2 separate regions of the Sus scrofa genome follow, and region 2 is linked to region 1. Evidence: chromatin contacts called from public promoter capture Hi-C data. All regions are on one chromosome and are shown on one strand. The core of a region is the stretch at or near the end of the contact, and the rest is flanking DNA. Distances in the headings are between cores, read along the strand shown.

What was found. Promoter capture Hi-C pulls out the DNA fragments that hold promoters and counts their contacts.
Region 2: a promoter capture Hi-C map of liver shows a contact between it and region 1, with 10 times the contacts expected there. A contact is called at or near these places in 4 of 5 promoter capture datasets (fetal liver, fetal skeletal muscle, liver and 1 more), 32 of 47 Hi-C or Micro-C datasets (adipose tissue, alveolar macrophages, blood and 15 more) and 2 of 2 datasets of targeted methods (alveolar macrophages and skeletal muscle).

What each region holds. Positions count from the first base shown.
Region 1 is chr4:104,253,316-104,259,802 of Sscrofa11.1, reverse strand. LOC110260339 (a long non-coding RNA gene) reads left to right here and starts at 992. Exons shown (of 2, transcript XR_002343473.1): 1 at 992-1,467. It overlaps LOC110260338 (a long non-coding RNA gene), which reads right to left and starts at 966. Exons shown (of 5, transcript XR_002343472.1): 1 at 800-966.
Region 2 is chr4:104,600,192-104,607,090 of Sscrofa11.1, reverse strand. MAB21L3 (protein mab-21-like 3) reads left to right here. Exons shown (of 9, transcript XR_002343480.1): 5 at 34-215; 6 at 704-898. The region is part of intron 1 of LOC102165891 (a long non-coding RNA gene); the gene reads right to left. Among named protein-coding and RNA genes, the nearest start is that of MAB21L3, 23 kb to the left of the region's middle.

The DNA of each region.
Region 1 (6,487 bases), core at 3,378-5,877:
AATCCAGACATTCCAGGTTTCCCAGGACAAGGAGTCAAAGGCTGGGAAGCAAGGTCTGGATGTGGGCAGGGGGAAATGGAGGGGAAAGGGCACCTGCCACCCCCTGGGCAGTTGCAACCCTGTTCCTGCCTGTCTGTGCCCAGAGAGTCCCCTGATGCCTTCGGCTCCTCCAGCACCCCACCCAGCCTGCCCTTTCCACCTCGCCTGCCCCACTGTGCCCAGAACACAAAATTCTGTCCCAGAGTGTGGGAGGTAGACCATGGGTGTCGTCGGGGGGGAGGGCAGTCAGAGGTGGACGTGAGGAGGAAAAAGAAAGGACTGGTGGATTTCTCCCTTTCCAACCTGGCTCCCACTTCTGTCAAAGAGCTGCGGTGACAGGGAACGCGGCAGGAGCTAGCTTAGAAGGGAAACAGTGGTAGACTCTGGCTCCTTGAAAAGAATAAAGGCTGCTTAAACCCAAGGGACCAGCCCACCCCCTGGGATCCCAAAGGTGGCTGCTCCATAGACGGACAGGGCACACCAGTTCCCATGGGCATCATCTCACGGCTCCATAAAGGGTCAGCGAGGAGCTGGCACCAGCATCTCCTCCCTGCCTGCATCTTTCCAGGGATTCTTCACGTGCCCTACGCTGAGTGCCAATCGCTGTGGAAGTCAGGATCCTCTAGCCCTAGAGATGAAGGGAGTCCTTCCTCTGGCACCAATAAAGGCTCTCAGCGCCCCCTCAAAACTTTGGAGATTTGAAGATTCCCCTCCCTTAGGAAGCAGAGTTGCTGTGCACTCTGCCTAGGATGTGGCTTACCTGGCTAACTCCACGTTACACACCTAGCATTTCTTCTGGCTGAAAAGAACTCAAACTCCTGCCCTCTGTTCTTTAAGGTGAACGATGACGCTTATTAATAACCACCACCAAGACCTAAGAGTCCCTCTGGCATCCCCGGGGTTAATTCAGGCGCCAGCAAATCCAAATGTTGGCCGGGAGACGGGCGTCAGCAGGATTTCACCTGCATGGTCAATTTTTACCTAGAATGGGGCTATGCCTGCATTAATTTGTCACCAGTGGAATATAAATGTGTGCCTGCCGAGAATGATTGATTTTGACGAGGAGCAGTGGGTTATTCAGAAAATTGGAAACCAAAACCCCGGAAGTCTGTATTTCTCAGCACCGATAGCTCCTTCCTAGCCAGGTGACAGGAGAAGAGCTGCTACCTGCCACACCAAAAGTGTCCTTACGTCCATCCCTCCTGAGAAGGTGACCCTTCTGCATCCTCCCCCGTAAAAGCTGCAATTTCACCCTCCCACAGTAGGTCCTAGGACCACCCCATCTGAGCCAGCTCCCACCTGCTGTTCTGATCCAGGCAGAGGGGGCAGCCTGAGTGAAGACTGAGACAGGACAGAACGTGGCATTTCTAGGGACTGGCGGACGGCCAAGGTGACCGGGACCCTGAGGGCTGGGGAAAGCGGCACAAGGTAAGGTTGGAGAGTCAACAAAGACTCATCTGTGCAGAGCTTGGAGCCCACGGTGAGAGGTTTGCCCTTTATCCCAAAGTCCAGAGCAGGGAAGAAGAATCTGCAAGGTTCTTACACTGCTTTAAGCAAAGCTTTCTGGGCAGGTTAGTGTTTGCTGAGCCCGACCTGCTGAGCTAGGCATTTGGAGTAGAAGTGAACCATCTAAAGGATTCGACAGTGATGAAGCAGATAAGCCACATCGCCATGAAGAATGCCCATGGTCCTGCCTGGAGTTGAGGGGGCAGGACGGGGCTTCCAGGGAACCCCGGGCTCCCTGGGGCAGCTGTCACCCCCAGGTCTAGGGTGGAAAAGCCTCTGCCTGCCTCACCCCTCCCCTGGCCTGCCAGCCTCACCAGCCCTTCCACCTTCCGCAGAAGCGGCACCACCCTCCCCTGGAACACTGAGTTCCCTGTTGTGGACTCTGGGAGGGCCCTGGACCAGGTGCAATATGTGCTGCATTGGGGGTGGGGGAGGGGAAACTGGGATGGAGGGTCAAAAACGGAGAGAAAGAGGGGGAAAAAAGGGACTTTCTGGAGCTTCCCCCTAAAGCATGCCAGCCTTTTCCTCTGATAAAAAGCAAAAGGAGCAGGGGGGTTTTTTGTTTTGTTTTGGTTTTGCTTTTTAGGACCACATCTGCGGCATATGGAGGCTCCCAGGCCAGGGGTCCAATCAGAGCTACAGCTGCTGGCCTACACCACAGCCACAGCAACGTGGGATCCTTAACCCGCTGAGCAAGGCCAGGGACCGAACCTGCAACCTCATGGTTCCTAGTCAGATTCGTTTCCACCGTGCCACAATGGGAACTCCAGGGGCAGGTTTTAAAAATGAAATTAAATCAAATTCTGTCTGTTGGATTTGGTCAGTCCTCGGGATCCCACTTGACTGCCCTGCTCCTTCGGGACCATTGTGCAGCAGCAACCACAATAGGAAGCACCCACTGTGTGCTAGGTAGGCATCCTGCAAGGACTGGGCCTGGGAGCTAAAGCGGCCCACAGTCCTATTTGGGGGACTGGGGGTTTCCCAGGACACAAGACTTTCAGTACTAAACCCAGGACAGGCCCAGGCAAACTGGGACAGCTGGTCACCCTAGTAGGAGCTGACCATCCAGTAAAGTCAAGTGGCTAAGTCACAGCACAGCGTGGCTCGTGGCCAGTGGCACCTAGGAGTAGGTCCCTCTTAGAACCAGAAACACCTTCTCAGCACTCAGCCCCCTTTCTGAAAAGACCCCAGTGCCTGTTTCTTTCTTTTATTTGTCTCTTTTTAGGGCCCCACCCACAGCATATGGAGGTTCCTAGGTTAGGGGTCAAATCAGAGCTGTAGCTGCTGGCCTACACCACAGCTCACGGCAACACCAGATCCTTAACCCACTGAGTGAGGACAGGATCGAACCTGTGTCCTCAAGGATACTAGTCAGCTTCATTTCCACTGAGCCAGGATAGGAACTCCCCGGCAGGTGTCTGTTTCCATGATGCCACCCCAGGCCAAGCCTAAGCCATCAGGATGGACAGGCAGTGGTGCTGAGACTGGGCTCTCTCTGTCGTTTGCTAAGGTTGCTCTCACTATATCAAGCTGCAGGAGGCTGTCCACTGACTCCGTAGGCCAAGGTCAGCTAAGGACAGGCGATCAGTTTGCCCTTGTGGGCCTTTCTCTTGGTGACACCGCCTCTGGCTCAGAACAAAGGCTCCTCGTTTTGTTTGGGCGCTGAGGGTTGAACAAGTGTGTGCTGCCACCTGCTGGCCACAGAGGCTATTTTGAGGTGGTGAACTAAAGCCTCAGAGAGTTGGTAATATATGAGCCCAGGGGTTGCTGAGCACAGGGCACAGCAAGGTCTCCCAGAGCACCCAGGGCCAGACCTCTAGGGAGAAGCATCCGAGGACCCCCTCAAAGAGCACTGGAAGCCCCCACCCCCAGGGGCTGCCCTCTCTCAGTCGGGCCCTGGATGCCGAGAATTCCCAGCTAACATGAGCACTCTTTTAGCTACAATACAATCCTCTGGGCCCCAGGGGTGTGCTGGAAAGAGCTGCACAGAAGTCAATGATTAAATATTCAGGAATTTTACATGCTGCCATAACAGCTTGAAATTGATCACGCTGGGAGCATTTACACCATGGAAATTGGCAAATGCTACACATTAGAGCTCTCCCCATCCTACCCGCCCCAGTGGATTTGTCAGCATGTCCCTGCAAAGCTCCCACCACATTTCAAATATTGTCACCTGGGAGAGAGAAAGCATCAGCATCAGGTTTTCTCAGATAAATCACCAAGGATGGAATCAGTGTCAGAGAGAAGAGGTATATTCTGAAAGGAGGGAGCTTGTAGGGAACACTTTTTTTTAAACTAAGAACAACTATTTAATAGCTGATGGCCCTGGCATCAGAAACACCTGGATTCAAGTGACAGCTCTTCTGCTTGCTAACTATAGGACAGTAAGCAAATGGCTTCACCTCTAACTCCCAGTTTCTCTCTCTCAAGTGGGGGTAATATTAGCTTCTACCTCAAATGGTAGTTGTGAGATGACGTGGTTAAACGCTTAGCACATGGCCAGGCACACGGTGCTCAATGCATGTGCAACGTTATCAGTTATTGATTAGAATCACAACTCACGACTGACCCTGCCATCACCCTACTAAAACCAGTTTCACCTCTAGGTGTCCTCCACAGAGTTAGGGGGTGGGGATTGGTCCCTCCATCCTCCCCAAGAGCTAAATTTTGACCTCCCCCCCAACCTTTTTTAGGGCCACACCCATGGCATATGGAAGTCTCCAGGCTACCAGCCTACGAAACAGCCACAGCCATGCCCGATCCAAGCCGCATTTGTGACCTACGCCACAGCTTGCAGGAATGCCATATCCTTAACCCACTGAGGGAGGCCAGGGATTAAACCCGCATCCTCATGGACTCTATGTTGGATTCTTAACCTGCTGAAGCACAATGGGAACGCCCTAGCAGCTAAATGTTGACATCAGCCTGACTTTTGGCTATTCATCTGTACTTGTTCCCTACAGTTATAGGGCACGGTGTCCCCTGGAACAGAGACACAAGGTGATAAGGGAGCACCTGAATGGAAAAGCATTAAAGACGCAAACAGTGGACACTGGCCAAAGGGCGGAAGATCTGTAAATGGATTTCTAGCTAGTGTGTAAGTTCAGAAAGGGCAGGATTCAAATCTAAGTTCAAAGGGCAGGACTGAGCTGCAGAGCGGGCTACGGCTCCAAGGAAGAGGTGCACCTGGGGACTGGGCATGAATTCGAAGAGCTCACGCAATGGCCCATCTGAATTGGGCTCCATCTGAGTTGACAAATGTGGGTCCCCCTTCCACAAAAGGGTCTGTGTGAGGGAATGGAGTGGGGCTGGTAAGGATGGCTGGCCTCCCTTTTTTGTTTGTTTTAAGGATCAAAATGTGAGGAGGCATGAAAATCAAAGCTTGGGGGGCGGGGTTAAAAGGAAACTAAATTACCTAGATAAACCTTTCCTCTTTCAGTTGAGGAACCTCAGCCCCAGAGCAGCAAGGAGGCTTTTGCCCAGGGTCTCATGACCAGGGTGTCGTGGCACTTAGGCTGGCCCAGTTCCCTGCCCGTTATTTTTCTGCTCTACCACAGAAGCTGTCCAGATAAAGACCATCAATTCCCAAGGCTACATCAAGTTTTGGAAAATATAAGGTCATAGCGGCTGCATGGAGAGCTGTGTGTTTATTTTTATCCTGGCCATCATAAAATTATTGTATGCTTCTGCAACCAAAGAAGAAAAACATGCTGTCAATTTCCAAAGTTTAAATTCTAGGAGTTCCCATTGTAGCACAAGGGAAACTCATCCGACTAGGAACCAGGAGGTTGAGGGTTCAATCCCTGGCCTCACTCAGTGGGTTAAGGATCCAGCGTTGCCAGGAGCTGTGGTATAGGTTGCAGATGTGGCTCAGATCCTGCGTGGCTGTGGCTGTGGCTGTGGTGCAGGCCAGCAGGTGTAGCTCCCATTCGACCCCTAGCCTGGGAACCTCCATATACTGCAGGTATGGCCCTAAAATGCAAAAAAAAAAAAAAATTTAATTCTATACATCTTTCTATCCATTATTTAGATTTTCCCCTCCTCTGTCCACTGTCATACTTTTTCCTTGGGAAAAAATAAAAATGGCTTATCCTTAAAAACTACTATATGTAAAATAAATAACCAATAAAGACCTACCGTACTGCACAGTGAACAACTTTCAGTATCCAGTTAATAACCCATAGTGGGAAAAGCACATGGAAAAGAACGCATGTGTATAACTGAATCGCAGTGCTGTACACCAGAAACTCACACAACGTTGTCAAGCCACTCTACTCCAGTTTGAAAAGAAAAAGAATTTTAATGGCTTTTCCAATTTCTGTTGGGGCTGAGAAGTCTCGTTAGGGTCACCCATTCTCACGCCAGATGGTGACTGGCTAGATTTTCTTGCAGTAGATAAGACTTGGGGCCACAGGCTGTTGAAAGGCCTTTTGTTTGTGGACTCCAAGGGGGCCCGCTCAGTTTATCTCATTCATGGTGTGACCCTACTTTTCTGAGTCGCCCAGTTGAGGCCTGGGCCAAAACACGACGGAAGGGACTGTGCTTGCCTTCATTCCGACCCGCTTTCACCTCCCTGAGCTGGTGAAGGTTATGACTACAGCCCAATTCTCGAGTGACTCACTCCAGGAAAAGGACATGTGACAAGGACCTGGCTCTCATGGGACTGCTCGCCAGCAGGGCCGAGACAGGGATGGCATTGTTCGAGGAAGCTTCAGGAAGTCAAACATCCGGAGACGAGCGTGCATGGTCCACTCACCCCACAGGCTGGGAGAGAATGTATTTTTCCCCGCTGATCAATCTGTGTATTTACCCCTGCAAGGGCATTTAGAGGACTTCTGGAATGTTTGCCTCCTCCAGTCTCAAATGCGGCGCGTTCTCAGTGGGCCAGGAAAGCAAGGGACCTGCCTTCCTAGAGCCCTGCTACGTGCTGGATGCTTGA
Region 2 (6,899 bases), core at 2,586-5,085, 350 kb before region 1:
TCTGCTCATTGTCTGTCTGTCATTTACCTCCAGGTAATGAGGTCAGCATGCTGATGGACCGCCCTGGCGTTTGGGTTGCCGTGGAAACCTTCGCGGGTCCGGTGGAGCTAGAGCTGATTCCCTCCGTGGAGATCCCCACCTCCTGGTCCAAGAAAGCACGGTGGCCTCCTTGTCTGAGGCGCTGGCCTTCAGCAGAGAGAGTACAGTGCATCAAGGTATCTGCGTGCGGGGCCTCAGCTCCCCAGAGATGCTCTTGGCTTAACCAACCACAGCACCACTGACCCCCAACCAGTTTCAGAAGGAAAATCGAGATTTCATAGATTCCCCCAGCACCTGCAGGGGCACCTGAGATCCTGTGATACATGCAGATTCCCGGGCCCCACTCTGGACCTATCACATGAGACTCAGTGGGCAGGGCCCAGCAGGCCATGTTCTCACAAGCCCTCCAGGTGATTCTGGGCCCAGGCTCGAGCTGGAGAACCACTGCCAGAGAGAAAGTGGACACGGCCTCCCCAGTTAGTTGCCCACGTGTGGAGGAATGGCTCTGAGGCTCCCTCCATGCCCCCACGTGGGATATGCCGTCTGCCCAGTGGCAGGTCCCCCTGTAGTCCCCCCTTCCCCACCCCCGTAGACTGCTTGGGAGGTGGCGTTCCTTGACCAGCAGCATCCTTCTCATTTCCCGCTGTTTTTCTCTTCCCCCCAGTCCTTTGGGTTTAGCCTGTTGGCCTGTTCAAACTATCACTGGCAGCTGAGCTTCTTGCGGGCCGAGCAGGTGCTGCTGGAGCAGCTGGATGAGGACGGGGGCTGCCGCAGGAAGTGCTTTCAAGCCCTGAGGCAGATGAAGGAGGATGTCTGGTGCCCGGGGAAGAGGCCTGTGATCACCTCCCACCACCTGCAGGTGAGTGCACGACCTGGCATTGAGGCCCAGGGTGGCTGCAGCTGGTGGGTCCCTCTGCTGCCTCTGTAGGGCCACGCCCTAGAGCCACTTGGAATGTGCCTGCGTGTGTGGGATGAGTAGGAGGGGTGCTGGTGTCCACACGTGCCATCCCCCCAAGTACTAGGCGTTATGGGAGCTGTGCAGCCCCGCCGTGCGGTCCTGTCCTCCGCCGCCTCCCGTCCTCTTCCAGTCCTGCTTCTTTTTCTCTTTCTGCCTTCTCTCTCTCTCTCTCTCTCTCTGCCCTCCTTTTATGTCACTCAGCAAACCAACACAAGTGCCCACTGTGTGCCTGAAACCCGCTGAGGTTCAGAAAGGAATTACCGCTTGTGGTCTCCGCCCCAAGAAATCCACAGTCTGGTGAAATCTTGTGCTCAAACCCAGATGGATTCATGTTTTCCCTCATGTTAACAGGACTCAGGACTCAGCCCCTACTCTAGTCCAAGCGCAGCCACTCATGCGCAGGCGTGTACACACACACACACACACACACACACACACACACACACACACACACACACACCTCTGTGGGAAGGGGGAAACCAGGACATGTTGGGGTTACCCCATGAACCTGGCAGCACACCTGAACTTCTGGGCTGCAAATCATCAAGCATGGGTTTTTTTTTTTTTTTCTTTTTTCTTTTCCTTTTTTTTAGGGCTGCACCCACAGCATATGGAGGTTCCCAGGCTAGGGGTCGAATCAGAGCTGTAGCCACCAGCCTATGCCACAGCCACAGCAACGCGGGATCTGAAACGTGTCTGCGACCTACACCACAGCTCAAGGCAGTGCCAAATCCTTTACCCACTGAGCGAAGCCAGGATCGAACCTGCATCCTCATGGATACTAGTCAGGCTCGTAACACACTGAGCCACACAGGATCTTCCCAGGGGAGGATTTTGCATCATACAGCCACGAATGCATTCATTCACTCACTTGCTCGGCAAAGGCTGAGATCCCTGTGCGTCAGTCACTTGCTCCCACACCTGCTGTGTACTCTACACCTGGAGGTACCGGGTGAGCAAATCGATGTGATTCCTGCTCTTGTGGGGAATACAGTCTAGCAAACACTCCTGCGGGCATACCTGGAATTGTGCCACGTGGGGAATGCTTGGGGAGAAAAGGAACATTGCTCTAGGAGGGCGCAGGGCAGCAGAACAGGACCTGGACTGGGGGGTCGGGAGTTCCCTCTTTGATCACACACTCAGCTCCTCCTTCTCAAATTTCTGGCCGCGTATGGTGAACTGGATGATCATGGTAAAACTGCGTGCAGCATGCTCGGGTTGGAAGGTATCAGACTCTTACAGCTCAGTCCTAGCTTAGCTAGTATCCATCCTGGGGCTTCAGCCCTCCGCCTGACCTACACAGGTGAGCACAGGTCCTTGGGGTGTGTGGTGCCTTCCTTACATGCGCCACCCTGTGCCATGTCTCAGACAGTGGACAACTATTATCCAGCCCTGTGTTACTCTTCCAGCTCTAACCCAAGCTATTTAAGGCCAACTACTACCGAACCCTTCATATCTCTCCCAATGCTTGGTACATAGTAGTTGTTCAGTAAACATATGCTAACCATATGAATGAATGACTTCACATTTTATTTAATTTCTCCCTCCCCCACATTGCTAGTCTTTGCTTTGCTTTCTTATCTGTTCTGATGACTGGTTCACCCTGATTTGCCCGAGCATCTGTGAACATCTCATTTGCACAAACTCGGGCCTTTCTCTTCAGTTTCAACATTCCCGATGTGTCCTCAGGCTTGTCCCCTTTAAAAATGCACATCTATTCTCCTGGATCCAGGACACGTACTCTCTGAAGACAGTCTAAATCATTAGGGGGTTTCGCTTCTTTCTTACTTGCCTTTCCATGCGCCACCCTGGGAAGAGACAGAGCTGGAAGGAATGTCCAGTCTGTCTTATAGCCACATCCACACCCTTAACTAACCACTGATTTCAGCGCTCCAACACCAGGATGGGTGGTAAGGAGCCATGGGTGTTTTAGGCAAGATGGAGTAGGACCACCATGGGCCCCCCAGCCCTTCACTGTTCTCAGAACGGTATTCCACCTGGGAGTTACTTGTATTCCAGTGGTTTCTAAATCATCATTTCAGGGCAGCTCCTTAAAGGCCCTCTGTTGGAGTCCTTCCCTACCCCACCTACATGGCACGATAAAATTGTGCATTCTCAAGAATGGACAGTTAAAAGGGGGTTGTTTGTGGCGAAAATGAAACCGTACTGATTGCCTTTTCCTCTCGTCTTCCACCCTTGGTCCAAGGGCGGAATTCTCCCACATGGAGGCACTGGGATGACGTGGCTTGATGGCACTGTCCTGCCAGACACCATCCTGAATGGTGGCTTGTCTGTGCGGGATCCTTGCCAAGGCTTCAATCTGGGGAAAGTGGAAGCGTCTGGGTTGCAAAACAGCACCCAGAAGGCTGTGCCGGTCACGGTCACCTCACTTGAAGTCTTCACCTCCTCCCCCAGAGGCTCCTCCCCAAAGCGATTGCCTGTGAAGCTGGAGCTTATCTTTCCTTGGCTTATTTGTTCCTAACCCCCTTGCTGCTCAAAGCCACAGAGGCTTGCTTATAATAGGCTTAACTGCTTCTGTTTGCTTAGGGAGATAAAAGCTTAACTACAAGAGGAATTAAAACCTGTTTCTGTACCTAGGTTATCTCGACTAGCCTCAAATTATCTCCAGCTCATTTACTCAAAGCAATAGAGTCTAAATCCTGCCTCTTGCTGTGAACCTAAAACTGCTCTTTTTACTTTTTAGTAAAAGACTCTATTTTAAAATACTCAACACCTAAACCCAAACATTAGTGATTTCACTCTGTCGGTACATGTTTATTGACTGCCTCCCATGGGCCAGTGCCTCTGCTGGATGCAGGTGACATCGCAGTCTCTGCTGGATGCAGGTGACATCGCAGTGCTTGCATACAGGTACCGTCCTCTGCTCACACGGAGTTCCCATCTAGGAGGGGATCATGTGAAAACATAGGAAATCGCCCGCTACTGTCATCACTGCAGCTCGTGAGAAGTTCATGATGAAGAAATTGCTTCATGGGTGTCACGGGGAACTTGGATCCAGTGGAGTTTTCTGGACAAGGAAACTTCCTTGGGGAAGGAAGTAGGCCCCCGATGGCACAACTGGGATGTGAAAGACCCCGAGACGGAAGAGAGCATGAAACGAGGCGCTGGAGTGGCCAGAAGGAGAGATGCTCAGAGAGCTGAGGGCGAACTGAGGCTGGAAAGGAAGGGAGGGAGCAAACTTTGTAAACCAAACCAAGCTAAGTGTGGTCTTTTTAATTAGCAAACAATGGAAAGACTGAAGTCTTTTAGACAAGCAGCAACAGAGCCAGATGTACATTTCAAAAATATCACCTGGGGGCGTTCCAGTGGATGCAAATCTGACCAGGACCCATGAGGTTGTGGGTTCGACCCCTGGCCCCCGCTCAGTAGATTAAGGATCTGGTGTTGCTGTGTCTGTGGCATAGGCCAGCAGCTGTAGCTCTGATTAGACCCCTAGCCTGGGAACTTCCCTACGTTGTGGGTGTGGCCCTAACCCCCCCCCCCAAAAAAAAAGATCACGTGGGCAGTGGTGTGGTGGTGACAGATAGGACCAGATAGGAAGGGGTGCAGTTTGAGGGGACAGCGATGGCAGAGAGGGCTGGAGAGGATGATAAGGGCGGTCATGATAAGTGGGGGAGTTGGAGAAGTTCGTAGGCTGGAGGATTGGCAGGACTTGATAAGAGGCGGTGAGGGAGAGGGTGGCTCCTAGGTTTGTGTCTTGCATAACAGGCAATGAGCAACCCCGGAAGCACAGCAGGGATGTGGTGGAGGCTCATGAGTTCATGTGAACCGAAGCAATTTTCAGGTCAAGAGGTCAGAGGAGAAGTGTGAACTAGAGGGGAAAAAATGACAAGGCATCTGTATTTAGTGGGGATTAAAGTGACTGTAGTGGAAGAAAGATAAGTCAGAGGAAGAGAGGGGCTGCAAGGGGGAGCAGGAGGGAGTGGGATGGACGGAGTTTGGGGTTGGTAAATGCAAACTGTTGCATTCAGAGTGGATAAGCAATGAGGTCCTGCTATATAGCACACGGAACTATGTCCAGTCTCTTGGGTTGGAACATAATGGAAGCTAGTATGAAAAAAAAGTATATATATGACTCCTTTTGCTGTACAGCTGAAATTGAAAGAAAATTGTGAATCAACTATACTTAAATAAAAAATGAAAAAAGAAAAGAAATGAAAGCCTGTGACTAAGCCCCCAAAACTCCAGCCTTAGGGCAGGTGAAGGAGGGTGAACACGTCAAGGAGCAGCTGCACTGATGGAGAAACTCCAGAGAGTGTGATGGCTTGGAAGCTAAGGGGAGAGTGGCTCAAGAGAGAGGGTATGCGGATGAGAAAACCAGATTCTGCTGAAAGGTCACGTCAGGTGAGGGCTGGAAAGTGCCTGATGATTTGGCAGCATGGGGATCATCGGACCTTAAGGAGAGCAGCCTTTGAGGATGGAGAGCAGAAGAATCCATACTGGAGTGGATGAAGGCAGGAAATCAGAGGAAAGGAAGTGGCGAGTTATTAAGATGATTCTTTGCAGAAACCTGGATCTGCAGAGGTCCAAATTGGGGCAGGAGGGAGATGTGGGATTGGGGAGCAGGAGAGCTTTCACAGATTTAGAAGCCAGCGAGGAAGAGGGAAATCAAAATACAGTTCCTGGAAGAGGTGATCCCAGCCCTTGCAGAGGGCTTCACCCAGGCTGGGATGCAGAGAGGAAGATGCTGACGAAGGCAGAACGGCTACTTTGCCTGTGTGAGGCATTTTCCCTGGAAAGGAGGCAAAGGCATCTGCCGGGTTTGGGGAATCGCAGATTTAAGGAGAGTGGTGATCATTGGAAATGCCAGTGGAGAGAATAAAGTACCAAAGAGGCATAGGAGACCAGCAGGATGGGGCTGAGGTTCCCACCTGAGGGATCATGAATCTGCAGCAGAACCAGCTCACCCCGGGGGCTCCTGTCTCCTCTTTCCAAGGCTGCGGGAGCTCAGGAATGTTCCTGAAGGTGCTCTCCTCCTTAGAGCTGGAACCATGTCTGACACCACCCCTTCCTTCCACAGATGGTGCTCTTCTGGACTTGCGAGAAGTACCCCCACCCAAAGGACTGGCGCATCTTCAGCAAAGCCTTCCTGCGCCTGGTGAGGAAGCTGCACAAGTGCGTGAGCCAGCACTTTCTGAAGCATTACTTTGTGCGCAAGAGCAACCTCCTGCGGTACGCCAATTCAGGCGAGCTGGATGCCATGGCCCAGAAGCTGGCCTTCTTCCTGAAGAATCCTGAGATCACCCTGTCCTGAGGCTTCCCTGCCTGGAACATTCATTGACATTGCATTCACGCTTGACCTTACTCTCCATGGATCACTCCTCAGTCAGAGGCCAGGATCCCGCCCAGGAAAGAAGCAATGCATGGCAGAGGAAACTACATCAACCCAGCAGCACTTCAGGGGGGAAACTGTGCCCCAAGACGACTGGTCCAGGCCTCCCTGGAGCCAAGCAAGCATTTCTGCCCCCACTAGCTACCTCTCTTGGGGATGGCTGTCAGCGAGCTTCCCCAAGCCATTGGTTCTGAACTGATGTCAGTTCTGTGTTTATTTTCCCTTGTCTGGAGGGGAGGATGTGGACAAGAATCCCCAGAAGGCCAGGCATTAGCCTGCTACCCAGAGTGGTTCTCCAGCCCACTGACCATGGGCTCATTAGTTTTCCATTTGTAAAATGGGACTAATAATATGCCTTCCTCAGAGCAGGGCTGTGAGCCTGCAGGGCTGTGCTGCTGTCCTTTCCAGGGGAAGGTGCTAGATCAACACGAAGTGCCTGCATCTGAGATTGTACCTTTAGACTGATGGAATGATTATGTCTGAGGGAGTCGGCATGCCCGTGTTGCCTGGGTGCCCTCCAGTTCTCCTAAGCGATGCCCTCCAGTTCAG